5 separate regions of the Mus musculus genome follow, and regions 1, 2, 3 and 4 are each linked to region 5. A link is a contact called in public HiChIP or PLAC-seq and promoter capture Hi-C data. All regions are on one chromosome and are shown on one strand. Each heading gives the region's core, a stretch centred on a gene start, on an enhancer-like site or on the middle of the called end of the contact. The rest is flanking DNA. Distances are from core to core; before and after follow the strand shown. Region 1 overlaps Suclg2 (succinate-Coenzyme A ligase, GDP-forming, beta subunit). Region 2 overlaps Suclg2 (succinate-Coenzyme A ligase, GDP-forming, beta subunit). Region 3 overlaps Suclg2 (succinate-Coenzyme A ligase, GDP-forming, beta subunit). Region 4 has its middle 84 kb from the start of Kbtbd8. Region 5 holds the start of Eogt (EGF domain-specific O-linked N-acetylglucosamine (GlcNAc) transferase).

Evidence for each region. Promoter capture Hi-C pulls out the DNA fragments that hold promoters and counts their contacts. HiChIP or PLAC-seq counts read pairs in DNA pulled down with a chosen protein or histone mark.
Region 1: a promoter capture Hi-C map of the 3T3-L1 cell line shows a contact between it and region 5, with 4 times the contacts expected there. The contact joins the enhancer-like site here to the promoter of Eogt in region 5. A contact is called at or near these places in 4 of 39 promoter capture datasets (the 3T3-L1 cell line, 3T3-L1-derived adipocytes, cranial neural crest and 1 more) and 3 of 115 datasets of contacts at active chromatin or transcription factors (acute myeloid leukemia, astrocytes and embryonic stem cells).
Region 2: a promoter capture Hi-C map of hippocampal neurons shows a contact between it and region 5, with 5 times the contacts expected there. The contact joins the enhancer-like site here to the promoter of Eogt in region 5. A contact is called at or near these places in 4 of 39 promoter capture datasets (the 3T3-L1 cell line, cranial neural crest, hippocampal neurons and 1 more), 2 of 115 datasets of contacts at active chromatin or transcription factors (astrocytes and extraembryonic endoderm stem cells) and 1 of 9 other capture datasets (embryonic stem cells).
Region 3: an H3K27ac HiChIP or PLAC-seq map of double positive thymocytes shows a contact between it and region 5, with 12 times the contacts expected there. The contact joins the enhancer-like site here to the promoter of Eogt in region 5. A contact is called at or near these places in 2 of 39 promoter capture datasets (cranial neural crest and hippocampal neurons) and 4 of 115 datasets of contacts at active chromatin or transcription factors (astrocytes, double positive thymocytes, embryonic stem cells and 1 more).
Region 4: a contact with region 5 is called in a promoter capture Hi-C map of hippocampal neurons, with 11 times the contacts expected there. The contact joins the enhancer-like site here to the promoter of Eogt in region 5. A contact is called at or near these places in 4 of 39 promoter capture datasets (cranial neural crest, frontonasal cranial neural crest, hippocampal neurons and 1 more) and 4 of 115 datasets of contacts at active chromatin or transcription factors (astrocytes, embryonic forebrain, extraembryonic endoderm stem cells and 1 more).

Annotation. Positions count from the first base shown.
Region 1 is chr6:95,673,580-95,678,487 of GRCm38.p6, forward strand. All of the region lies in intron 1 of Suclg2 (succinate-Coenzyme A ligase, GDP-forming, beta subunit), which reads right to left. Among named protein-coding and RNA genes, the nearest start is that of Suclg2, 43 kb to the right of the region's middle. Within about 2 kb of position 1,587, at least 18 of the 459 cell types and tissues checked have an H3K27ac peak or open chromatin away from gene starts, as enhancers often do.
Region 2 is chr6:95,489,376-95,494,372 of GRCm38.p6, forward strand. The region is part of intron 10 of Suclg2 (succinate-Coenzyme A ligase, GDP-forming, beta subunit); the gene reads right to left. Among named protein-coding and RNA genes, the nearest start is that of AY512915, 160 kb to the left of the region's middle. Within about 2 kb of position 3,071, at least 7 of the 459 cell types and tissues checked have an H3K27ac peak or open chromatin away from gene starts, as enhancers often do. A contact at or near this core is called in hippocampal neurons, where this site is marked.
Region 3 is chr6:95,648,142-95,653,074 of GRCm38.p6, forward strand. All of the region lies in intron 2 of Suclg2 (succinate-Coenzyme A ligase, GDP-forming, beta subunit), which reads right to left. Among named protein-coding and RNA genes, the nearest start is that of Suclg2, 68 kb to the right of the region's middle. Within about 2 kb of position 3,515, at least 52 of the 459 cell types and tissues checked have an H3K27ac peak or open chromatin away from gene starts, as enhancers often do. A contact at or near this core is called in double positive thymocytes, where this site is marked.
Region 4 is chr6:95,199,254-95,204,384 of GRCm38.p6, forward strand. No RefSeq gene overlaps it. Among named protein-coding and RNA genes, the nearest start is that of Kbtbd8, 84 kb to the left of the region's middle. Within about 2 kb of position 3,263, at least 49 of the 459 cell types and tissues checked have an H3K27ac peak or open chromatin away from gene starts, as enhancers often do. A contact at or near this core is called in embryonic forebrain and hippocampal neurons, where this site is marked.
Region 5 is chr6:97,145,170-97,150,351 of GRCm38.p6, forward strand. Eogt (EGF domain-specific O-linked N-acetylglucosamine (GlcNAc) transferase) reads right to left here and starts at 3,717. Exons shown (of 18, transcript NM_175313.5): 1 at 3,663-3,717; 2 at 2,708-3,089; 3 at 2,226-2,282; 4 at 92-315. The coding sequence starts at 301.

The DNA.
Region 1 (4,908 bases), core at 337-2,836, 1.5 Mb before region 5:
TTAAAAAAGGAAAAAGCATGACCACAGGTAATGGTACTTGTAGACTCTATACCTGAATCACTCATCAGCTCGAGGAAAACGTAGAGAAAAGTTACTCACACTACAAAGACCTAACAATATTACTTTCCACCTTAAAATATACACTATCGATGAATCAGAAATAATAATCATGCCGGGTGTAGTGGTGCACGCCTTTAATCCCAGCACTTGGGAGGCAGAGGCAGGCAGATTTCTGAGTTCGAGGCCAACCTGGTCTACAAAGTGAGTTCCAAGACAGTCAGGACTACACAGAGAAACCCTGTCTCAAAAAAGAAAACAAACAAACAAACAAACAAAAAAAGAAATAATAACCATGATGCCGTAGGCCTGAGGACTCGGCAGTGATGGGACATGAAACTTAACTAGAACAGATGACTGTAGGACGAGATGTACTTTACAGTTCTTACAGTTCAAGCTCGAGCTGTTCTTCACAGAAAAGCAGCCTAGGATCAGACCCAGAGCCTCAGGCCAACTTTACTCCACTATCTGATACATCACGCTTTGTAGATGCAAGACCCAGCAGTAAGGCGGACAGCACCTGCTTAACAAACTAATAACACATTATTTGTCCTACCAGAAAAGAACTGAGAATTGAGCTCTGGACCATTCAGAAACTTGATTACGCCAGATTCATATTTATAATTCCTTTCTCTTAAAGTTCCTTAACAAACTCTTACTTTTTCTCTTTCTGTTTGATTTGCTTTGACATTTGTTTTATGTTTGAGACAGGGTCAAATGAATTCCTGGAATTCCCCATGTAGCCAAGGCTGACTTTCAACTTACAGCAAATACAAGGATTAGAAGACTACACACCCACACATCTAGGTTATCCATGCTGGGCTTCACCTGGTGCTCCCTATATACAAATGACTTCTATATACAACACTCCATATCTAAGTCACATCCCTGGCCAGAGTTATGTCCTTAACTCTAACTGAATACTTAGGGATATCTGATTACCATGAAGTTCTAAAAGCTTCCATGTCCACTTCAACATCACTTCATTTAATTCGCCTAACAAGGCTGGCAGAAATCCATTCCATGGAAGAGCAAATGAAGGCTCAGGGTGGTGAAAAGCTTGCTCAGGGTGAGGATGAAGAAGAATCACACTCTAAACCCAAGTGTGTCTGACTGCATGCAGAGCCTTTGATAGTTGAGAGGAAACTGGTGACAACAGAGGCAGGGAGCCAACTGAGGAAGGGGACAGGGGTTGTGGTGGGGTGGAAAGCTTTGGCTGCAGGGAGGCATGGGGCTGTGGTAAATGAGCACAAGGTTCAGTGGGAAAACTTGGAGCCCTGGGTGAAAGAGGTTGCTGGATGGGTTTCAACAAGTCAAAGAATTAAGATTCTCAGAGATACTGCCTCTTTCTTTTTATCCTGAATTCAGCAGAACACAGCCTATTTTTTTAAGCAGCATATACGGTTAAAATCTTTGTAGTAAGGACAAATGCCCAAAGGAGAATTCCCTTCCTGATTTTGCACAGCTCCTCTGTCAGCAGCAAAGAAAGGAGAGAAACATGTGACCTTGATAAACATTAGCACATTAGCACAACCGCAGAAACAGACATGGAAAAGGCTCCAAAAACCCCGAGCTGCATCCTTCCCAAATGCCTGCCAGCATCTGCAAGTTCTACATTCTGTGACCCTGGCCAGAGAGTGTGCCAGCCTTATGCTACTGCAGAAGAAAAGCACCTTCATTTTGCATTGTGAGCAGAAGCAGGCAACACTGATTTGTAGATAAACAAATTCAAGCGGCATAATCATACCCTGGAACTGAACTCTGCAGCGCTTTCAATGTCCATAGCAAAACTCGGGCTGAAGCTTAATCCTTATTGTGAAATACTAAGAGGCTGGACCTTTACGAAGTGATTAATTACTAAATGGATTAATCTGTGTGTGGATTAGTAGATTAAAGGCTTATCTCAAGGAGGTCTGCTGCTCTAAAGTCAGTTTGGCCCTGTCTCATGCATATATTCCTCTCACCACAGGGACCCCAGTAAGAAGGCCCTCAACAAGAAGATGCAGCCCCTGGCCTTGAACTTTCCAGCCTCTAAAGCAGTAAGAAATAAATGTGTTTTCTTTACAAGGACCCATGATATGATATCCCACCATAGCAACAGAAAATGAAGACAAAGCCCCTCCACGGAAACTGCCAGAAGTTCTACGGGTTCACATACACAACAGTTTTCCTCTGGGCACCTAGATTTGCAGTGGACCTGGAGCCTGCCATCCAGATGCGTCCGGATAAACAGACAAGTTCTCTGCTAGCAAGAAATCACTGTCCCAGGAGTGGAGAAGAGGAAAATAGGGAGGGACGCTCAAATAGTGAATGTGATTAAATAGAGTGGGAAGTGCTAGGGAGGAAATACGGGATGCATGATGAGCCCTGTGCTGGGTGCAGACTGTCACCTCCTCCAAGGATATGGCATATATGCAGGGACCTGAGGCTAGAGAACAGCTAGATATGTGAAGAAACTCCAAGGAGAAGCACAGGAGCCTGGCAGGCCTGACTGTCCTGAGACTCTGAGAGAAAAGGATAAGATATAGAGACACCAGCTAAGGATGCTGAGAAATGGGGAAGGTTAGAGAGGGCCAGACCATGCAGATAAATGTAGGCTGCTGTTGTAGCTTACACTTAATTTAAGCCACGTTTTGAAGTGGGTTGATAAGATCAAAATGCACTAGGCTGGGGTACTCGAGAGGCAGAGGAAGGGACATGTGGATCTCTGAGAGTTGGAGGCCAGCGCTGTCTATATAACAAGCTCTAGGCCAGCCAGAAGAACTACACAGTGAGACCCTGTCTCTAAAATAAAATAAAATAAAATAAAATATCAAAATCAGAGTTTGGAAAAGCCACTCTGTCATCTTTGTAGAGAATAAAGCCAGTTAAGTGAGTGCTGTAATACACAAACCAGGGTCAGCAAATTTTCAGCCAAGGGCCAGAGTATAGAACACTAGATGTTCTTCTCTGCTGCAGTTATCCAGCTCTGCCTCTGCAGCCCAGAGGAGCCACCGGGTAACAGACAACGAATGGACGTGTTCTGATAAAGCCTTAGTTACAGACAGAATGGGGGTTTGCTGCCCCTCGTTCCCTGCAGAGAACATGGTGAAGACAGACACTGAGATGAACAGACTCTGGCTAGACTGTGCTGGTGAAGCAAATTCTTACAAAATGACCAGACAGAGGCTGAAGAGGAAGACAATCTAGAATGGGACTGGCATCCGGTAATCTTAATGCGAACAAATGTGCTGGGTTAGAAATTTTCCAGCCATTTTTTAAAAACTATTTCTTTAGAAACAACACCTGCAGTTTTGCTCAAACTGACTGACCTCTGTAATCCACTTAATTACTGACATCCCTGAACATCATTCCACCACATTGGAGCTGCCTGGTCCTTGATCTTGCAACTTTCTTCCATATTTAGTATTAATCCTCCTGGGTTATAGTGAACTACCTGCTAGGGCTCCAGCCTGCTACAATAGATGGTGCGAGCTTCTCCCCAAGGAGAAGGCACAAGGACTCTGGTGACATTCTGTAGGAATAACCAAAAAGAAATGAGGAAGGATCATTGCCAGGTGGTGACCCAGCTTGTAATCCCAATAGTTGGGAAGGGGTGGGAGGAGATCAGGAGTTCAAGGCTGCCTTCAGCTGTAGAGCGGGACAGCTGATTCTACAAGAGGCCTTATCTAAAAATATATCTATAATATTGAAAATGTTTCAAGTTATTGAAACAGCTCTTGCAATGCACTGACACAGGAAGATATTTTCCAAAGCAAAATAGGAAAACAAGCAACAGGAAGAAAGTGAGCCGTAGACAGCAGTTATGCACACGTGAATATGGAAGGAATTTATAGCAAAGCTTCTCACGTATGCCTGTCTATCACAGAAACCTGAAAGGGGGGGGGGGGGGGGGCTCTGGCCAGTGACAGGCACCAGGAGAGGCTGTGTGGGTCTGAGGCAAGTCACCATCAGCACTTATGCGGTATGCTTTTAATTGTACTGTGATCCAAACAAGTAACACTTGCACCCTGCACCCGTATGTGACTATGGTATTAATCTCTATGTTCTCCATCTAAGTAAAACTACTTGCATGCTTAATGTAGTAAGCACATGTAATTCCATGAAGACTTGATTTATTAATCAAAAAATAAGAAAGCTAGAAAAGGTAACTTTTCTAATTACCTCTAATAAGGCTAATAATTTTTCCAATTACATTTCCCATAGGTTTTTTTTTTCTTTTCTTAGTTTTTAATTACTTTTAAAAGACTAACAAGTTCTGGAAGAAATCTGAGATCACAGCATGCTCATGTTGCAAATGAGGAGCCAGGGCCTGCAGGCGGTACAGGCCCTCCTTCAACCTGTTGCTTCCTCAGTGAGCTAGCGCAGGCATCCAGCCCTGGGCCTGGGCACTGCCTCTGCATCGCTGCTACATCTCATGGAACAGGTGAGCCCCACAGAGGGAAGAATGAGGACAGTCATCATGGTTCATCCTCACGACTAACTTGATGGAACTTAAAACCACCAGGGAAACAGCTCTGGGATCTCTGTGAGGGGATTCCCAAGGGCTTAACTGAGGCGGGAAGACACATTCTCAATGTGGGCCACAACACTCTATGAGCTGGACTGAGTAAGGAGTGCACACCCCACTCCGCCTCATACCTGAGCATGCAAGGTAAGCAGCCACTTCACACTTCTCCCTCAAGCCTTCCCACCATGATGGGCTGTATCCCTCAAACTGGGAGCCATGAAGCCTTCCCACCATGACGGGCTGTATCCCTCAAACTGGGAGCCAAGAAAAGCCCTTTTCCTCAGGTGCTTTGCCAGGAATTTTGTCACATGAGCTATGCTGTGACATATTACTTAAAATTT
Region 2 (4,997 bases), core at 1,821-4,320, 1.7 Mb before region 5:
CAAAGTAAAGCTCTTTTCTTGGTAAATTATCCAGACGTAGGTGTTTTGTCAGAGCAGCACAAACAGACTGATAGACTGCCTGAGAAGCCATACCACTGCATTACGGTATGGGACTGTAAGTAGGGGAAATGCCTGAGTGTGGACTCTACTGCTAAGATTGTCCTTAAGAAAAACACTGTATTTGAAGAGCTGATATTGTTTGTCAAGTTCTAACTTGACTCTTATAAGAAATTTACAGGCTGAGCCCACAGCCAGAATTAGAAATGGATAATAGGAGGAGTTTCTAAAACACTAGGTCTTGTTGCTGGGCTCTTTTCCACTTAGGGGTCTGCAAACTAGGGCTCATAAGCCAGACCTACTCTGATATCTGTTTTTGTACCAAAAGACTTATTATGACCCAGGGGCAGCCATCTCCCCGGGCACTGTCCAGAGCTGCTTCAACACTACCTACCGCAGAGAGCTAAGCAACTGCAGCAGGGATACATGGCCTCAAAGGACAAGAGCTGACTCTTCACAGGAAAGCTTATCAGAATGCCCCAGCTCATGTCTGATGGGCTGTACAAAGTAAGAAATTATCTTACTTGGTTCTTTCCCAGTTTTTAGCCCCCACTTTACTTCCTGCTCCCAATAGAATAGAATGCTATATTTCTAGGGGAGAAAGTCCCCTGTATGGTTTCATTCACTAATGGCAAATGGTTGGCTCAAAAAGCATCTCTTTTGACATCTGTAGTGTACAATCATGATTATGGAACCTCTTTCTCTGAGCTACAGTGCATCAGGATTTTATTGGCACAGCGCTTTCAGCAGCCACAGTCAATGAGCAGAAGGTGGCATAGGGCGAAAGCTATCTGTCCTCTGTCCTAAAACACTGTCATGGAGGCTATAGGGATAGACTAGGAATAGTCTCCAGGGGTGTCTCTTCAACATTCTTATTGGCAGGGTAGACTCATCATCTGTAAAACAAGGGACTAAATCTCCCTGCAGGCTGCTCCCTAATAGCAGGCTGCTAATTAGAATAACTACAGTGTTGCATGAAGACATGAACTGACTGGTCCCACCGACAATATCCAGAAAGCAGACAGGGAGTCTGCATTAGATACAGTGGGCCTAATGAGTACTCTGCTTTAACCACTCTTCCTTAAAACTGTTCCTTTGCATAACAACGGCCAGAGAGGATTAGTCTGTCACAGCTACCTCCCTCCATCACCTCACTGCCCAGAGAGCTTGGGGACACTGCATAATGCTGGAGTTATCTTCTTTGAGAAGACTTAGCTTACAGATATGACAAGGCCACAGACATCCAAATGGCAGAAATGCTGGTTATGCACATTATCTATCTAGAGGTGAGGTGAGGGAAACTTGAAATGCCTAAGAGAGCAGATTAATGCAGATTAAAAGTTTTGACCCACAGAAGCTTTTCCTGTTCTGAGGAACGCTTGAGGCTAGCACCTGTGGAGTTGGTGTAACTATCAGGAGCAGCAGAGGTTTACGCATTACTGTATACTTAGCCATTCAGACCTGGCACCCCTGGGGACTAGAGTCCCTCCCATGCCACAGGCAGTGCGAGCTGCTGAAGAAACACTAAGAAGAAGGAGGGTCATTGGGGAAGGTGGGGTGCTAATGAGTAGAGGCAGAGGAGGGGTGGGGCATCACCACAGTGAAAGTTGGCCCACACAGGATGTGTCCCCAGAGAATGCGGATGGAGGGGAGAGATGAAAGAGGACCCAGGACCCTGGGTGGTAGGGAGCAATGCAAGGTGCAGACTGCCTAGGAAGGCTTGAGAAGAATGGTTGGTCACCCTGGGAACAGAGATGCCTTGAGTAACCAAAGGAAGATGTGCTAGAAAAATGCCTTACAGCTGGATCTCATTGAGGCATTTCCTCAACTGAGGCTCCTCCCTCTCTGATGACTCTAGCCTGGGTCAAGCTGACATAAAAGCAGCCACTACACATGTGTTGTACATAATAACCGTACTGAATTTCTGGGCACAGAAGGTGCCTTCCATCAGACTGCCTGTCCCATCCCAGTTTTTCTGTATGTGTGTCTGTCCCTTTTCCTCCCCATGCCACTCATCCTGTTTCCAGCACCAAGCGGGGGAGAATTTGGCAGTAAGGGGAACAACAAACGGGGTGGGATTCTGGCTTTTGAGGAGCTTTGGGGAAAGAAATAAAAATATTTGCATTGCTGAGACAAATCTTTCGTTGCTGGGTAGACGAATTGTATTGAAAGACCTGGTGACGAGAAATGTGATCCAGCCTACAAACTTTGTGGGCTTACAGTCATTATTATTAGCTGTTGTTACTAACAAGCTCAACTCAGAATCATAATGTGCACCTGAGAGAAGAGGAAATTCTTCCTCAAGTATCCATCAAATATAGGATTGTGGTGCAGATTTAAACAGGACAACAACAAGAAAGAATGCATCTTAAAGGAGAAAAAAGACACTGAAGATGTTAGCAAATCCAGACGCTACACAACTGTGACACCCCACACAACTGTCAGTCATTATGTGTCCATTTCTCAGCAGTACCCCATACCATACTGAATGTCTGTGTACATTTCAGGACGCTCATCAGAAACCATGCTCTTTATCTAGCTAGCAACAACTGTTTACAAAGGCTCAACCTCTACCTCTTAACTGGCTGTTCAATTACCCACAAGTCTTTTAAAACAAAATTATCCTGTGTCTTGGCTGATAGAAACATTTCATGTATTCATTTGCTTAGTAAGGCAAATGAATGCATGGGGTTATGGTGTTATCATTCCAAAGAGCAGGGAAAAAGCTTCCATAGATAAAGACAGCTTGCCGTCAGTATACGGCAGAGTACAAGGACTTGGTTCACAAAATTCTACCGAAGCAAACCTGATGTTTTTAGCCTGTTTCCAGTGTACTGTGTGTGGGCCAAAGCTGTCATGGCATGGATGTGAGTGGGTGAATGTAGACAGGGGTTCTGGGTCTTCCACATAGACAAAAAACAAACAAGCAAGCTGCTTCCTTTACTTAGAGGAAACAGACGCTACTAACTAAACAGGCCATCTGGCTTTGGGAACACTTGCTATCTTGATTATTGGAGTTCTCACAGTTGTGTAGGTTAGACAGATCTGCACTGGTGTGTCTGAGGCTTCAACAACACTGAGCCAGGGCTAGTGCCAGCAGGGACTCATGTTCATTCCAGATCTAGAGGAACTGCTTTCCATACACCATCCCCCATCCCAGGTGAGATGGTTCTCTCACTTCATTCTTCCCAGCTTCCTAGACCACAGCCCGCTGCAATCCTGGACTTAGGGCTCTTGGGCTTCCTGTTTTCTTGTGGTTTTCTCCCTGTCCTTGCTCAGTCCGAAGCTCCAGCCAGTGCTGCAGATAAAGGCTTCATGCTCCACTCTGCTCTCACAGACTGCTGTGCAGCCCCCACTCTCTCCAGGATGGCCTCTCAGCTATGCAGGGCCTGGGCTTCAGCTCCTAGAGTTCCAACTCTCGGGGATGGATGCCGACTTTCTTCTAATAATCCCCTCTTCCTTCCTGTCAGTCATTCAGATCTTATCCTTCCACATTCAACGTGGAAATTCCCCGTTTATAGTATGCATTTGGGGCTGGGCATGGCATTCATGCCTATAATCCTAGCACTCTAGAGGTAAAGGCAGAAGATCAGGCGTTAAAGGTCATCTTGGCTACATAGCTAATCTCAAAAAACCAGTCTCAAAAATCAAAACAAAACAGACCACAGTTTGTATGTATTAAAGATTAAATTAAAACTAAAAATTACTTTTGAAAGACATACTTCTAAACTTCCTAATTACAGTAGTCAATAATGAGTAAAAAGGATGACAGACATATCCACACATATATTACATGTGGAGAGAAGATATATATATATATATACATATACATATATATATAGATGATGGATAGATGGACAGGTAGATAGGAAAAACAGATTGCAGAGTAGACTAGGGAGCTTAGAGAGTACATAAGTACAGAGACAGGCTAACCATTGGGTATTAATTGCACAAGATAACTACAAATAACAATGTTATACTTTTCATAAAGCCAGAATAAAATCTGTTCTCACCACAAAGAATGGTGTAGCTGAGGTACACATAGCTTCACTTCATTAAAACATTACATAACGTATACATGTTTTCAGCATTCCATGGTATGTATAGCTATTGTGTTTTTGTGAATTAGATTAAAAATACAATTACAAGTTAAATGAGGAACATGATGATGAAAGCGGCTGAGCCACAAGCACCCAGCTCCAAGGCAAACACTTCACAGAAGTCTGGGTTTCCTTAGCTCGCAGAGTTCTGGCCTGGTTCTCACTTAGTTTTGTTATGGGTCCTTTCTGGTTTGTATCTTCTCCAAATTCTGCATTTTGTTATTTATGGTCAGACCGCTGAGTAGAGTCAAAGCAAAATTCCTTCTGCTCCCTGTGTTTAGTGTGTGATAACCATGCAGTTTGGGGAGGGTCTGGTTTTGGTGTTGGTTGAGCTGTTTGTCTCTTAGATATTCCACATGCTTTCTCTGGGTTGCACATCTGCTGGGTTGATGTGAGAGCCTACATTTACCCAAGAACGCTGATCACACAAGATGCCAATTTGTATAGCAGAAGTAGAGAAAACCTGGTACTACTCTAGAAATACCAAATTCATTGCTTCTTTCCTCTTGGTAAAAGGTTCTTGGGACACAAGAGAGACCATAGAGTATAGAAAGGATAGTGGCAAAGGCCACCAGGGATAGCCTTGCCTACTTCAGTTAGGGGAGACACTGGTATCTTTGGGCTTGTCTTGAGCCATCACTTTCACGTTCGGGACACAGACAGTGTGATACCTCAGTGTTTCCAAATTTTCAGTGATGCAGCCGGGGCCCCCAAGACCACTGCCAAGAAGACAGGAACAGGTCCCAGGAAGGCAAGGCCTCTTTCATGCTTAGTGCACTCACTGCCTTACCCTGTCATTTTTCTACTTCATTTCTCCTGTTAACTTTCTACATTTCTACT
Region 3 (4,933 bases), core at 2,265-4,764, 1.5 Mb before region 5:
TTGAGAGAAATAACAGGCTCCCAAATGTCTTAGTTTATTCTACACTGAATGAAGAAAAAAATACATAATTGAGGCTGGCTGTTTACACATCAATTTTCATTCTAAGGTAGATGAAGCGGTATCATCCCTTTAAAGCTTCTAATTTATTTCCAGAGTTTCTATATTTTGTAGATAACCTAGAAAATGCAGGTGGAGAGTTAGTGCTATTTATGAGCATGCTAAACACTGTCAGTGTCTATAATAACCACCTTGGAGAATGGCACAGCATCTTAAAAGCATAATTCTTTTGGTAATATTTATTCTGTTGCAATGTGATTTTCATTTTCTTTAAAAATTATGCAGCTTTGGACTTCATATACCACCATCTTCCTAGAAAATACCAACTAGCAAAATATGAGTAATAATATATTCAATATCAAGTCATCTGAGAATGTAAATAAATTGAGTTTAACACTTAGCTGCTATCACAAAAGCACTGAGAAATTTTATTTTTTATATGCTATTGGCATTGTTAATAGCTATTTTATTCTTCTGATGAAAGCTCAAAGCACTGGTTTTGTTCACTCTGAAGAGAAAAGGGAACTTAGTGAGTCTCTCATCTACAAGGCATGCACTAGGCTTTCCTTCTTTCTTCCTAAATCTAAATCAGCTGTTAGGTACATATTAGTCACAACTTTACAGCCAAGCAAACTGTATGCTGAAAATAACCAGCAAAGTAGAGGGGGATGAGCATCCTGATGATGTGGCCCATTATCACATCAGCCTCCAATCAAAGACCAAAGGTTCTCTCATGGGTCTAAATACTGGGGCCAAAGAGGGAAAGGTGCTTGCCTATAACCCTGATGGCTTATGATTGGACACCCAGAGCCCACATGGTGAATGGAGGGCCCACTCCTGCAAGATGCCCTCTGATCACCACATAAGTGCTATGGCTTTTACACACACACACACACACACACACACACACACACACACAAATAAATAAACAAATGCAATACTAGGAGGAGGATGAGGAAGAGAAAGAAGAGGAAGAGAAAGGGGAGGGGAGGGGAAAGGAGAGAAAAGGAGTAGAAAAAGAAAAAGGTTAAGTCTAAATACTGGGCCAGCTGTGGTGGTGCACATCTTTAATCCCAGCACTCAGGCAGCAAAGGAAAGCAGATATTTGTGAACTCCATACCAGCCTGGTCTACACAGCCCGGAGCCAGCCAGTCTCAGACAATGGGATTAGGTGAGGTAAGGCAGGTAGTCCAAGCAGATCTCCCCTGGCAGCTCGCCATGCCTTTCCTCCCTCAGTGGCTGCCACGGCAAGTTTGCCAGGTCATCTCTGGAAGCACTTGTTGAAGGGGGCAGAGTGAGAGGATAAAGGGAGTGAAAGTCGCTGGGGCTGAATAAGATCGCCGCGTGGGGATTCCCACGTGGGGATCATTCTTATCTGAGCTAAACTGGGCTAGGGAATGCTAACGAATCTTCCACCGATATGACAATAGGACAAAAGATTCACAGCATGAAATATGATGGTCAATGCGGACACTATGCAATAATAAAAATAATACTTTTAAGAAAAAAATACTATTTAAGTGATAAGCATGCAGATTTTTTAAAATGTTCACTGTTTTCTAAATTTATAAGCAAATTCATTACCTTGCAATTATACTATTTAATCATATAGATACAATCAAATAATGAAGGAAAGAAAAAATATATTAACATGAAAATATGAAAGGAAATATTAATGTTAATACAGGTTCCCCTTGGATAATGGAATAAAAGAAGATTTTTAGTTTTCTTTTTAAAAAAAATTTTTAGTTTTGATGTTGCTTTTTACTTTTCTGGGTTTTCCAAGATTAAAACATCGTGAAAATTATTAGAGCTGTATGTATTTAAACATCTTGAAAATTACTAGAGGTTTATGTGTTTAAAGTTTCTTTTTAAAAGTCCTAACATCCACAGAGAGGTCCTACAACACGAGCCCTGGGCCATTTCCTCCAAGCACGTTTTCTGCAATTTCAACTGTCTAAGACACTCAGCGAACACTCACGAGTACAGCCCACAAATGAACTAAGACAGAGCAGAGTAAATAATGTATAGCAAAGTTCTGGAAGATGAGGCCCTGGGAGATGAGGCTGTGTGGAACACAACTCTCCTGTTCACTGGCAATGAGCAGGTTTTAAAAACAAGTTGATACCTGACTCCACGAAAGGCACATAATAGAGACACACGGAAGGACACACAGAAATCTGATTCGTTTCCTTTGGTTTAAGTGAAGACTGCATGAAACAATGGAGTCGCACATTTGACAGGATGCCAGGCATGTGGTCTGGGCCAGAAGGTTGAATCTTTGTGGCTTCCAAAGTGTTGTATTCTCACACTGCCGAACGCCAGCTCAGGTTTCCAAAGCATGTTCACACCGTTTCTAAGGAGACTGAACCGAAGCTCCAAGTACAGTCAGTCCCCTCGGCCTGCCTCCCAGAGCCTGCCTGAGGCCCTGGAGGCCCTGACTCCACAGCTCTCCTGTTGCTTCTGTTCAGGGACACAAGACAGTTACTGAAAGGATAACCCTGCCCTGAGGTCTTCCAAGGAGAAGCCCATTCATATTTGAAGAACCAGAAAAAAGAGAAAGAACATTTTAGAAGAGAGCGATTTCTCTGCTAAAATACATATAATGGGAAATGTCATTAAAGGCTGATGAATGGAATTATTTCCAGGAATACAGTTAGGCCAACTATTAATGTCAACTCAGATACTCTTAGGAACCCGTGCATAGCTTGCATAGGTGGTAACTTCCTGCAGCACAACACTGCTATGGTGAACCTCCATGTCCAGGACCTATGTTGAGTGCTTTTCATCTGGACAAGCCAGGCTTACTAGCACCAACCAGAAGGTAACTCTGTGGGATGTGGATGTAGATCCTTCATTACAAGGCTGGCCTAGCAGTAGTCAGAGCCCAAGTGCAAGACTAAGCTACACAAAGGGGTAGAGGAAAGGAGGGAAGGGCGTCAAAAGAAAAGGTGCTCCACATGAAATAATCACATGTACACGTACACACACACACACACACACACACACACACATATACACACAGAGGCACTCGCAACAAAATAAAAAAGACAAAAACAAAACAACACCACTAACAAACAAAAAAAAACAGTATTAGGAAGCTCACGTACTCATCAAGGCCAGAGAATCAGGTTCAGAAATGGTAAAAGCACCAAAGAGGCCACTGGCAGGCAGAAAGACATTAGACTCAGCCCAAGAACTTTCATTCTGGCACCAGCACTGCTAGCTCTGGAAAGCAGACCTTCTTGAACTTCAGGGGAACACACACCCAGGGGACTCAAATTATATCATTGCATTGCTGATCCTGAGACTCATGAGAGGCTGCTAAAATGAGTATTTACTTCACAGAGATCAAAGCTAGCCTTGACTGTCACTGTAAGACAAAGATCCGCTCAGTACAAAGGAAGACCTCAACCGCGCATGGCAAAGCCTCAATAGTTCCGGAGGCTGCTGTGTTTAACTGTCTCAGGATCAACAGCAGCTGCCACTCAGTGTCAGTGGGGAGCAGCTCCCTTAAGACAGGAAGTACAATTCCTTAATGGCGAGTAATTTGCCAGGCTTCAGGATGTAATTATATAAAACAGAGTTAAGTTCTTATATTGATGAATGGAAACATGCTCTAGCTGAAAGCAGCCCAAGCTAGCCGATACCAGTGAGAGCTCCCATCTGCATCTCAGATGGATGTCGCTAGCTCAGAGAAGATTAATTTCTCCATTTAATTCTCCTTCCTGAGTTTAAAAAAAAAAAAAAAAAAAAAAAAAACTGGAGGTTTTCATATATACTTTTTCCTGCTTAATGAAATGCCAAGAGCCTCAGTCAATGTGAAGACAATAAGGAACAAATTGTAGAGATTCTGAAGATTGAGTGGCAGTGCCCCATGTTTTATCTGTGTTTATATCACAGCACTTCTGAGTTATACCAACATCCTCCGTGCAGCTTAGAGAACTAAAGGGCAGTGTACACACCAGTCCTGTGCACAGTGGGTTTGCTCTCACCACCTCTGAATTCCATAGTCCAAATGAAAAGAAAGCACGCATTGATATGCCTTATTAAGGCTCCTAGAGATATTTATTGTGTGTGTGTGTGTGTGTGTGTGTGTGTGTGTGTGTGCACGCACGCAATCAGTTCTCTACTTCTAGCATTGGTCCCAGGAATCAAAGTCAGGTGGATGAGGCGTGGATGCAGCTGTAGCCGCTGGGCCATCTCTCCAGCCCAATCGGTCCTTCTTTAGAGCATACTCAGATGCTCTTGTAAACTTCTGCATAAGTGAACTGCTCATATGGTAAAAGCTTAATTTACCAAGCCAAACTTATTCTCTTCAGTTAGGCATAAACCTGTTTTCAATGCAAGGCAATGAGGATCTTGTTCAAAATCTTATAACTATAAATTGTATTCCAGAAACAATAGTTTAGCATTGACCACTTTAACAAATGTTCAAGTTTAACAAGCTTCTACAACCAGACAGCAAAATGTTCTGTTGCCCAAAGAGAAACAACAAAATGAATCATTAATATCCACAAATTACAGGTCTTATAAACTGCATCTAAGATCCTTCTATATCAAGTTTTAATACAACCTTCTAATTTTATTAATACGCATTTTCCATCTTAAACATGCTGACGCACACAAACCATCTCCCTAGAGCATCACCAAGAGTCAGCCATGAGGAAAAGGCATGAGGGGCAGTATCTAATCTAACAGAGCTGGGGGCAAATCCCGTCTATGTTGATTATTAACTTCACAATGTTGACAAGTGTTTTAACCTTACATTGCCTGCTTCTCTGTCAATAAAGTAAAAATGCTAAGCTAATTATTGACAAGATTTGGTAACTGACTAAATACAAAAGAGGACCACAGAAGATGTGGAGCAATGAGA
Region 4 (5,131 bases), core at 2,013-4,512, 1.9 Mb before region 5:
CAACCTCTACCTGTTCCCAGTCCTTTATTTATCAGAAGCTACTTAACACTAAAGAAAAGAAATCCTTCGAAATCCCTTGTGGTTCTGGAGGCAAAGGCAGGTGGATCACTGTGGGTGTTTACACAGCGAATTCCAAGCCATGGCTACCCAGTGAGACCCAGTGTTCTTTTGTTATTAGTTGTTTTTTTTTTTTTTTTTTTGCTTTTATAATTCCCTCATTCAAGATAGGCTCGGTGGTGTACACGTGTCATCGCAACACCCAGGAGGGCGAGAAAGGCAGAGAGTGAGATTGAGACCAGCCTGAACCTTGTCTTAAAAAATAAATCTTCTCCATAGACACAATAAGAAGAGAACTTAAAGAATAAATTTTAGGGGGCTTATCAAGATGACTCAGTGGGGGGATGTACTTGCCATCAAGACTGATAACCTGAGTTCTATCTCTGGACTCCATGGTATGAGGAGAGAAATACTGACTATATATTTTCTTCTGACCTTTGCATGTACATCCTGACGCACATGTCTGTGCATACGCACAAAACACAAATGAATAAATGTCAAAGGTTTTCAATTAAAAGAGAAAAAGATCTTTGCTTTAATCATGCATCTAGACACAGACATCTGGATTCTGGAGCAACCTTGAGGGCTAATTGAGTGAAAGGAGGAGAGGGATGGGCCAGGAGACAAGTGAGTCCTGTACTATTGCTCTACCATCCTTAGATGCATCCCTTCCTGTTTAGTCTGTTCAGGAGGCATGTGGGCTTGTCATCTGTTCTGGCTTCAGCCAGGATCTGGGCAGAGGGAATCCACTCATCAGCAGAGATCAAACTCCTTGACATTGACAATTGGAAGCTAAGAAAGGGGTCTGGGACAAGGGGCTCCAATATCCCAGATGGAAATGGATTGGTACAATGCCACGAAAGGATCTCAATTGCATAGAATAATAAATGATTTGAATAAACTAACTTATAATTTAAAACAGATAATGTCAATATTCTAACCCACATGTGTATAGTGATGCATAAACTCTTGGCTTAAATGTAAAATTCCTATGTTCTTACAATGGCAGCGTCCAGTAATAGTCTTGAGCAACCACTACAGACCCCATCTTGGTCTTATTTGAGCAAACGGCTTTGTGATATTTTATCTATCTCAGATCCACAACAGAAATGATCTTCAACTTTAAGCAGTATTCAGGGCCATGCAAAGTCAGTCAGCTGTGAACCAAATTGGATAAAGAATGTCTGTCCAGTCAGGAACAGTGTCTGAAGCATTCTGGTCTTTTCCAGTCATCAAATCAATATTTTCAAAGTCTCAACAAAGCACCTCCATCACCTAGGGCACTAATTGCTTCATTATCTCAATTAATTCAGTCATTAGACATTTATGTTTCTGTAACATTTGAGTTTTAAAATTAAGTTGATGTAGTGGTTACTCTTGTCCTCCAAATCTGAAATCTTCACATAAAATCAGGGAGATATATAGAGGCGTGAACAGATTAATATGCACAGAAGTCTTAAATTTCAAAACTTTGCTCATGCTTAATATTACCTTTAGTCTGCTTTTCTTAAGAGTATTTTTAATTGGGTACTGGGCATAAAGTTGATATGGAACATTGTTAATTTTAACCGACTTATTTGATTGAAACTCCAAGAATACAGAAATTGATTAGCATGTGGAAGTTCAACCAAAATTTTCCTTTAAACTTGTGTTCTGGAAATTAACAACATTTAGTGATGTTGTACCCTGTGATTCATCCTACAGTGTGTGCCTGCCTGGTGTACTGTGGGACTGTAAGGGCTCTTACTCCGTTCCCTACAGTAACTGTGGCTGTGGCCTTATACTGTGTGCTGGGTGGGTAAGTAGAGGGTCATGCTAGAACCTCTGAATATCAACTCTTTCCACGTGTAAATATGTCTGGAAGGGTTTCTACTTGGAGTAATTTATAACATAATTTCATAAACTCATTAAAGTAGTTCTTTTCTGCAAAAGAGAGATATAGTAATAATAATAGTAATAATAATAAATAATATAATATTTAAAGGAGAAAAGGTGGCCAAAGTACCAACTTCTTGGTTTTGATCAGCATCTGGACTAACTAGGTACTCAAGAACTAACACAATCATTAAATCTTATCACAGCCAATCCATAGACGCTGACAAAAACCCACCAAGCTGAAGGTGCACCAAACATTGACTAAATACTATCCCAGGAAATACATTGCTTTGTTATCTTATTTCCATAGATATCATCATTGTTCCATTTAAAAGACAATAAAACTGAGGTTTAGCAAGGAACTTGCTGTGTGTGAACCAAAGTTTTCTGAAGAAGCGACATCTGCGCTGAAGATCAACTGATCGCAAGTTTTTGTTTGTGGAGAGCAAGAAAGTTGCCGATAGGCAGCCAAAATTATGGTGGGTTATCCTTAGCCCCCTCACTCGTCATTTGCCACTGACTTCTGTGTTTGTCTTAAAATCTTTGGCAGTATTATGTAATTATTAATTATTATTATTATTATTATTATTATTTTGCACTATCTTTACCAACCCTGAAGTTAAGGATGTTGAAGTATCGGAAATCTATAGATAAGACTACCAGACTCTAGGGGGACCACTTACCTGCTGACCTCATGACATTGAGTGAACACTCTGACTTTTGATTTCTCTCTATGACTATGAAGCTCCCTGCAACTTCTTGCACACTGCGCCATATCCCTTAGGGTAACTTGAATCCATGTCCTAGGCCTGTGGTCACTTTAACTTAGCTCAGAGTAAATGAACCCTCATTCCCTTTGGTGCAAGAACTATAATTCTGTTGACATACCCCATATAAGAAATGCTCAGAGAACCTAAGAAGAAACTTGCTATTGTGAATAAATGACTACAGTCTGCCTGAAGGCCAAGACCACTCCTCCTCGGGGGCTGTGTATCATATTTAAGGACCCTGTGTGGACTGGCTGAAGTGCTAAGATAAAATTTCAAAGCCCATAGGCAACAGGAATTGATTTGCTTTTGAATGTGAACGCACTGCAAACTGGGACAGACAGCCTTCTATCCTGGAAAATTCCAAATGCTGTTCATAATGTAAGCCCTTGATTCAATCCAGGGCTCCTAGAATGTGTTCTGCCTCTGGCCTTCTTCCAAGAATCCATTATTACCGGGGTCTACTCAGACCTCATTTAAAAACAAGCAGCATGGTTCTCTGGAATGGCCACTTTTGGGTTCTGCCTTTAGCACAACGAAGGCTTCTGTGCCACCCACAGACACCAGACAGTATAAGTCTCCCCTGCCACCTCCCCCACTCCCCCTCCGTTCACAGATGTGGACAGCGTTTTACCAAGAGAAGTCAAACAAAAGGTTGGAGTGGATTTCTGAAGCAGCAGATGCAGAGCTTTGGATGAAGGATTTCAATATCCTACAGTGTCCTCCACTGCCTAGCAACCCCCGACTTCTGGACTCACCCTCACCCTGAGGAGATGTTTAAATCACACCCGCACAGAGAGGTTACAGCAGTGGGGACAACTGCAAATGATCCAGCAGCGACACAGCCCTGGAAAGAAATATCAGTTTTTCAGCCTAGAGGTATAACTCTCCGAGGTCTACACAAAGCACCCTTGATTCCGGGAGGCCACACTAATTTCTGTGAAGGAAATTCTTATTCCTAAATACAAGTTGAAACAGAAAAAGGCTCTGACCTCGCTTTTTTTTTTTTTTTTCAAACCATGCTTTCTGGTCAGGAGACAGCAATGCCCACCTAGGGATTCTTGCAGGGTAGTGTGGAAAGGGGGCAGAAAAGCTGCAGGGCTTAGTTCAAGGACTCCCCTCCTCCCTCGGAGTGCAGCCTATGTTTTCTCACAAATGCGCTGTGAGAATGAATAACTAATGAGTGATCATGAACGCCCCAGACAGTTTGAGTGCAGCGTAAGTGATGGAGCTGATTGTGCTTCCATTTTATCCAGCACCGAGGGAGGCTGGGTTTTATGTCTGCCCTGTGATGTGATCCCCGAGGCTTTTTGTAAGTAACAAATGCCCCTCCTAAGCCACCGCTCACATTCAAGCACACATGACATGTTCCGTGGAGACTGCTTTTATAGATGAGGCCACCTTATGTGATCCCGCCTTCTATGGCAATGACCTTGTAATCTGCGAGGATGTGCAGGACAAGCTAATGGGGGATAAGAATCAAGATGAATGCCTGCTCTATGGAAACATCAACTGAGCACAGGGAAAATCAGAAGAGTTTCACTATTGCCTGTTGGTCACTGCCAGAGGATACGCTGAGGTAGCTCTGGAATCCGTTTGGAAAGAAAGGCGAGTCATTGTTAAGGCAAACTACCCTGTGAGACAGTAAGAATCTTAAGATATCACAGAAACATAATTTAGTCTTATCTATAGGGAAGAGATCAAAAAGTAGTCCCAGAAGCCATTTGCTAGAGACCCAGGCCATCAGTCATATGTATAATGTCAGAGTCAGCACCTTTGTGACAGAAAGGAAAGGGTTAATATGACCCCTTCCTGAATAGATTATTGTTGACAGGATCTCGAAACCTGGGTACAATGGTCTTCATGTCAGCCTTCATATATTTATTTTAAATTATATAAAGGTCACAGACTAGACCAAGCTTTGGCGGGCCTTCTTTTGGGGTATCTCCATCCTTGATGCTGAGAACTTCCTTCCAATTCTGTAAAACTGATAGGAGTTTGGTTTAAAATTATCCCATACTTCTGGTTTTTATGTAGACTCGTAAAGAGTCCAGGAATCACCACTCTCATTGTCGAATGTCAAATAGAAAATTACAGGTCCAAAGATGAGAAACATTTTTTCCCCTGGGATCTAGCAGAGGATCATAGTTGCAAGGTTAATGGTTACCCCTAACTCTGAAGGGCTATGCTTAGCCAGAGGGGTGCAGCTGGGATTTTCTTGAGTGGAGGAGGACCTATTGGAACCCAAAGGGAGCTGGGCATTTCAGCAGCTGGAAGTTCCAGGAACTCTAGGGGCCTGGATGACATCTTCTGTGAGAGCAGGTATCATGGGAGATCGGAGAACAGTGGGGGCTGCATCTGACAGGCCATAGTTTTGTGTATTTGCCATTTAAGCACTCCACTCTTCTCAGAGTTGGCTCTAAGAACACTGT
Region 5 (5,182 bases), core at 2,467-4,966:
TAAAAATACGAGGATGCGAGTAATAAAATGAACTAAAAAAAAAATAGCATGCTAAACACTAGAGAAAGGGTATGAATCAAATGAGACCTACCTTATATGGACAGTGGGAATCCTCCCTGCACACAGAGGCAACATGCCTGTTATTGTGCAAGAAGAAGGGAATGTGCTCCGCAGGGAGGCGGAGGCTGGAGTAGTCATACAGGGCCTTGCCAGGCGCATCGTCAGCCTCAGAATGAGCCTTGTCCTGGCCACTCAGTGGGACTTCATGAAGCAATACTCCAAAGACAAGCAGCATTAACATAGCAACCTGCAGACCTACAGAGCCAATTGAAAACATCTTCACTAAGAATGACCCTTTTAAACTGGGTACTGGCGCATGCCTTTAATCCCAGCACGCAGAAGGCAGAAACAGGAAGCTCACTTTGAGTATGACCAGCCTGGTCTACAGAATGAGTTCCAGGACAGCCAGAGCTACACAGAGAGACCCTGTCTTGACAAAAGAACGCCCCTTTAGACAGGAGTGGTGGCGTACATCTAATCCCAGCACTTGGACAGAGGCAGAAGGATCGCTGTGAGTTCAAAGCCAGCCAGGTCTACATCTCCCTTTAGGACATAGAGTTTGAAGGTTGTTGGGAGTGAATATATCTGAAATACATTGGATGTACTGTGAAATTCACAAAGAATAAAACAGTAGCTTAAAACCCCCTTTAGGGTTGGGCATGTAGCCCAGTGGTAGTTGCTGCCTAGCATGCATGGGGCCCTGTGCTCAGTCTGCAGTTTGGTGCAGTAAATAAATAAACCCCCTTTAAAAGCTAAATTGCTAAGTATGATTACTACATATTTTGCTATGTTACCAAATCACGTTCCTTTGTTCACCCAATATTTATTGAGCACTTGCTATGTGCCAAGCACTGTACCAGGAACAAGGTATACAAGTGTGGGAAATATATTCCACCCTGAATATTTGCACATTTCAGAGTGGATTATTCAGAGAGACCAGCGAACTTTTCAAGTCCAGGGATGGCCCCAAAATGCTGTTGTCTTGTAAAATTTAAAAAAGGAAAAAGAAAGAAAGAAGAAAGGAAGGAAAGAAGGAAGAAATTTGCATCTGTGACCATAAATAAACAGTGAGTGCAGGTCTTCCTATCTCATATCATCCCTGTGTGTGCCCAAGAAAGAGGATCACAGACGTCTGTATCCTTGTACATAGCATGACAACTCCAGGTAGCAGCACGAATTCTCTGGCGTCAGTCAGCCCTCGCCCTCCCTAGCCTGAACCATCTCCCACTCCACGGGGGGCCCAGGCACCTATTAAAGTTGTTCACAAGGCTCAGCTGCCCTGTGCCCCTCAGGGTCTTACATTTATTAGGCACTCGGTCAGGTCTGTATGTTTTGTTTTTTTCCTGTCAACTGTTTATTGTAAGTTCCCCTCCCAGGCTAGCATCCTCGGAGCTTCAGAAGGAAAGAATTCATTTAAAATTTCCCTATCAGGACTGAACAAAGCATTGACATTATGCGAAATGACAGTGATTAAGAATTTACTGGATTCCTGCTCACACCCTCAACCCCCCAGGAAAGGATAAATTTCTTGGGTCAGTTTCTCCTATCCATCCCTGACAAACTCACACCACTCTGCCGCCTTTACCGATCACAAGTTTTCCCTAAGTGTCTCTTCTAAAAGATAACTGAACACACCCTGAGCATTCCATAGTAAAGTGGGGCCCTTATAAGACTGGAAGGACCACACAACTTTCAAAATCAGCCTTCACTGATGTTTATGAATACAATGCTCTGTTCAAGTTCCAGGCCTATTGGGGTCATAAGGTTAAAACAGTGATGATCATGGGAACAAATCCTTTGCCCAGTAAGTAATTAAAGGGGTTCCTTGCTTTGGAGGCCCTGAAGGCTATGTTGCTATCCCTTGTAAACCCAAGGGGCCTTGATCTAACAGTAAATTACTAGCAATTTTATAAAATTAAAAAAATGCATGGTGGGTTAGTGAGCAGGGGGAGGGAGGATGGGATAGGGAGGTTTTTAGAGGGGAAATGAGAAAAGGGGGTAAAACTTGAAATGTAAATAAAGAAAATATCTAATAAAAAATACATACTGAGTGCCAGGCAGTTGTGAGTCCCAGGACAGCCAGGGATACACAGAGAAACCCTGCCTCTGGAAAAAAAATGCATATTGATAAAAAACAATAACTGCTTAATAATGAAAATACTGACCTTTTTAGTCCTCAGAATCCCCTCCGGAAGCTGCTGATGCTTTGGCTAGCCTAAAACCTGAGAAAAATAAAGTACGTTACCTTAAGAGCATGCCACAAGAGACTAGTTACTATTTTAATATAAAGGAACAACGTAGAGAGAAAAATGACCAGCAAATCCCTAGCCAGAAGCCCGGAGATGAAGATGCGTGATTCTCCTCAGTGAATGAACACTACTAAGTCTCTCAAAGCAAAGTCAGAGCCCAGGGTCCCCTGGACATAGTAACCCACGGAGCAGACACTAGTGGTGAGCAGGAAGGAGGTAGCCCGCTTCACACCACATCACTCAATCCAGACCAACAGGATAATTAGCAGAGAAAACATTCCTAGGACCAAAGCCTGTTCCTGGTTCTCATTGCAGTAATCCTGTTCTCTGATTCCCGGGGCTGCCTGGACCAGTGCCAACCTCAGGATCACAACAGGCCACCCAGCCCTTGGACTAACCTTCTAGGTCGCGGCTTGGAGCACTAGGTCCTAAATTTCGGGTATCCAAATCCACAGCTCTGCAATGCGTTCTGCCGGTTAACAAAACTTGACCATTCATGGAAAAAAGTAACCCTTGGCCGTGGGGAAAATCTAAAGGAGCAGATCAGAAAGTTGGCTTTTGCAAGGGAGGGCATGTACCCACTTGCATATGCTGGGTGATGGTTCCCTGTGGTGCATGAAAGTACAACTTCAGGGCCTGGCAGAAAGCCTTCCCGGAGTTGAGTTCTCTGGCAAGACTTGGCAGGGATGAAAGCTTTAGTAGGTTAGGCTACCGCGTCTTTTTGCACAAAACGGTCAATCGCGCTCCACTCGTGTGTGGCTTGATTGGATTTTCACGGACCTAAAAAGAGAAGAGGAAAAAAAGGTAAAAATCTGAACGCCGTAAACCATGAGAGCTGGGGTTACTAGGACTACCACATGAATGGCTTAGGGCATTGCTGGGCAACAGAGCCAGCAGCGGACAGATGAAGTGCATCTGGGACTCAAAGACTATCAAGTCCCAAGGTAGGCAAGCAGACAGAGCTCAGACAGAGCTCGGCTGCCTGAGGCGCCGAAGTGGCAATCCTGCTGTGGCGATCCTCCGGTTGTCTGCGGAACGTCAACCCCTCCCCTGTGTAGCGGAGTCAGCCCCTCGCGCCCGGCAGCAGCCAACCCTGCCCCGGGTGCTTGGGGAAGCAGCTGTCTTAGGAGACGCTCGGCTCCCAGGTGTGCCTGGAGAAGCCACTCCGCCCCAGCATGGGGATCGAGGCAACAGGGCAGGCCTGGCTGGGCATCTCCCTAGCCTACAGCCACCGATCAACTCCTGGTAACCAGCTGAAGGCCGCGGGCTGGGATCAGAGTCCCAGAGTCAGGCTGCGGGCCCACGGGGGTGCAGGCGCCGGCCAGGAACAGGCGGGGAAGGCGCGGGGCCCACCTGCAGCTTGACTAGGGAGCGGCGGCGGCGGCAGTGGCGGCAGCTTGGGAGTAACGAGACGTCACCGCCGGCAGCCGCGAACCGGAAACCTCCGGCGCCCAAGCCGGGCCAGGGGGCGCCCGGGAGCTGCCGCGACACCTTGGCCCGGGGCTCAAGGGCGGACCGGAATGCCTTGACCACACCCAGCGACCAGAGTCTGGAAGGCACTCTTGGACACCCATCAGCCAAGGTTACGGACACCCTGTGACCCACAGCCTGATCCACTGGGGACACCCGCCTACATCCCCTCCGGGACGTGGGACACCGGGGTGCAAGTCCCTGGCTGCTCCTCCAGGCGCTTGGCAGGTCTCCAGCACCAGAGAGTAGGCAGGCAGACTACGGGACTGTTTACATATCACTCAGGGTTGTAATTTTATTGCTTTCCCATTCTGAGCAGAAGTTGCTGCCCTGATTTTCAAATGAGACTGGATGTAGTGGGACACTCTCTGGTGGGTAGTGAAAATACTGTAGATTCCAGGGAATTGTACCTGTCCATGAAGTGTCCAAGTCCAATGGCTACTCTTGTTTAATTTTTACGTTTTTGCTATTTCATGATGATTTCTAACTGCTTGTTTAGGTGATGATTACGTGTATGCATATCTCCCATTCTCTTCCATTCTTGACACCTTGCAGTTCCAGCATGCCTTCTGGAGCATGGGGGAGACAGCCATTAAATTATGATTAAAGGGTTCAAGGGCTGACAGGTGGCTTAGAGTTTTCAAAGCGCTTGTGGGAGCAAGCCTGACGACCCACGTTGAATCCTAGGATCCTACCACGAAAGGGGAGAACCCACTCCCTGACCTCGTTCTCTGACCTCCTGGATACTCACACCTTCCTATACAATACTAATAAATGAAAAAAAGGACCCAGCTTATATTAATGGTGTCAAAATAAACATGCTCAGATGCATTCAGTTCACAAGGCTTACATGTCTTATAAATTTTAAGAAGCTACTATGAGAACTGAAACCAGAACTGGTGGTACAGGCCTGCTGTTCCAGCTACTCCACAGGCTGAGTCATGGAAAAAATTTAAAAAAAATAAAAAATAAAAGGAAGTTCAAGACACCCAGACAACTTAGTGACCACGGAGATGAGTGCTATCCTAACATGTGCACGACCCCAGGTTCAATCCCCAGTAACATACAACATACACATGGGCTGGGCACTTTAGGGAAGGCCTTTCTTTAATCCTAGCTAGCACTTGGAAGGCAAAGGCAAATGGATCTCTGTAAGTTTGAGGCCAGCCTGATCTATGTCGCAAGTTCCAGACCAGCTGTGTTTTATATGTGTATGTGTTTAATATGTATATAATTTGTTTAATATATATCCTGTTCAGTATGTATTGTGTTAGCATGTCATTTACATGTGCCAAACACACATTAAAGAACAAAAGAACATTACAGTAGTTTTTAAAATGCATTTTAAAATTTTTATGTATAGGTATTTTGTGCGTGTATGCACACACGGCCAGAAGAGGGCA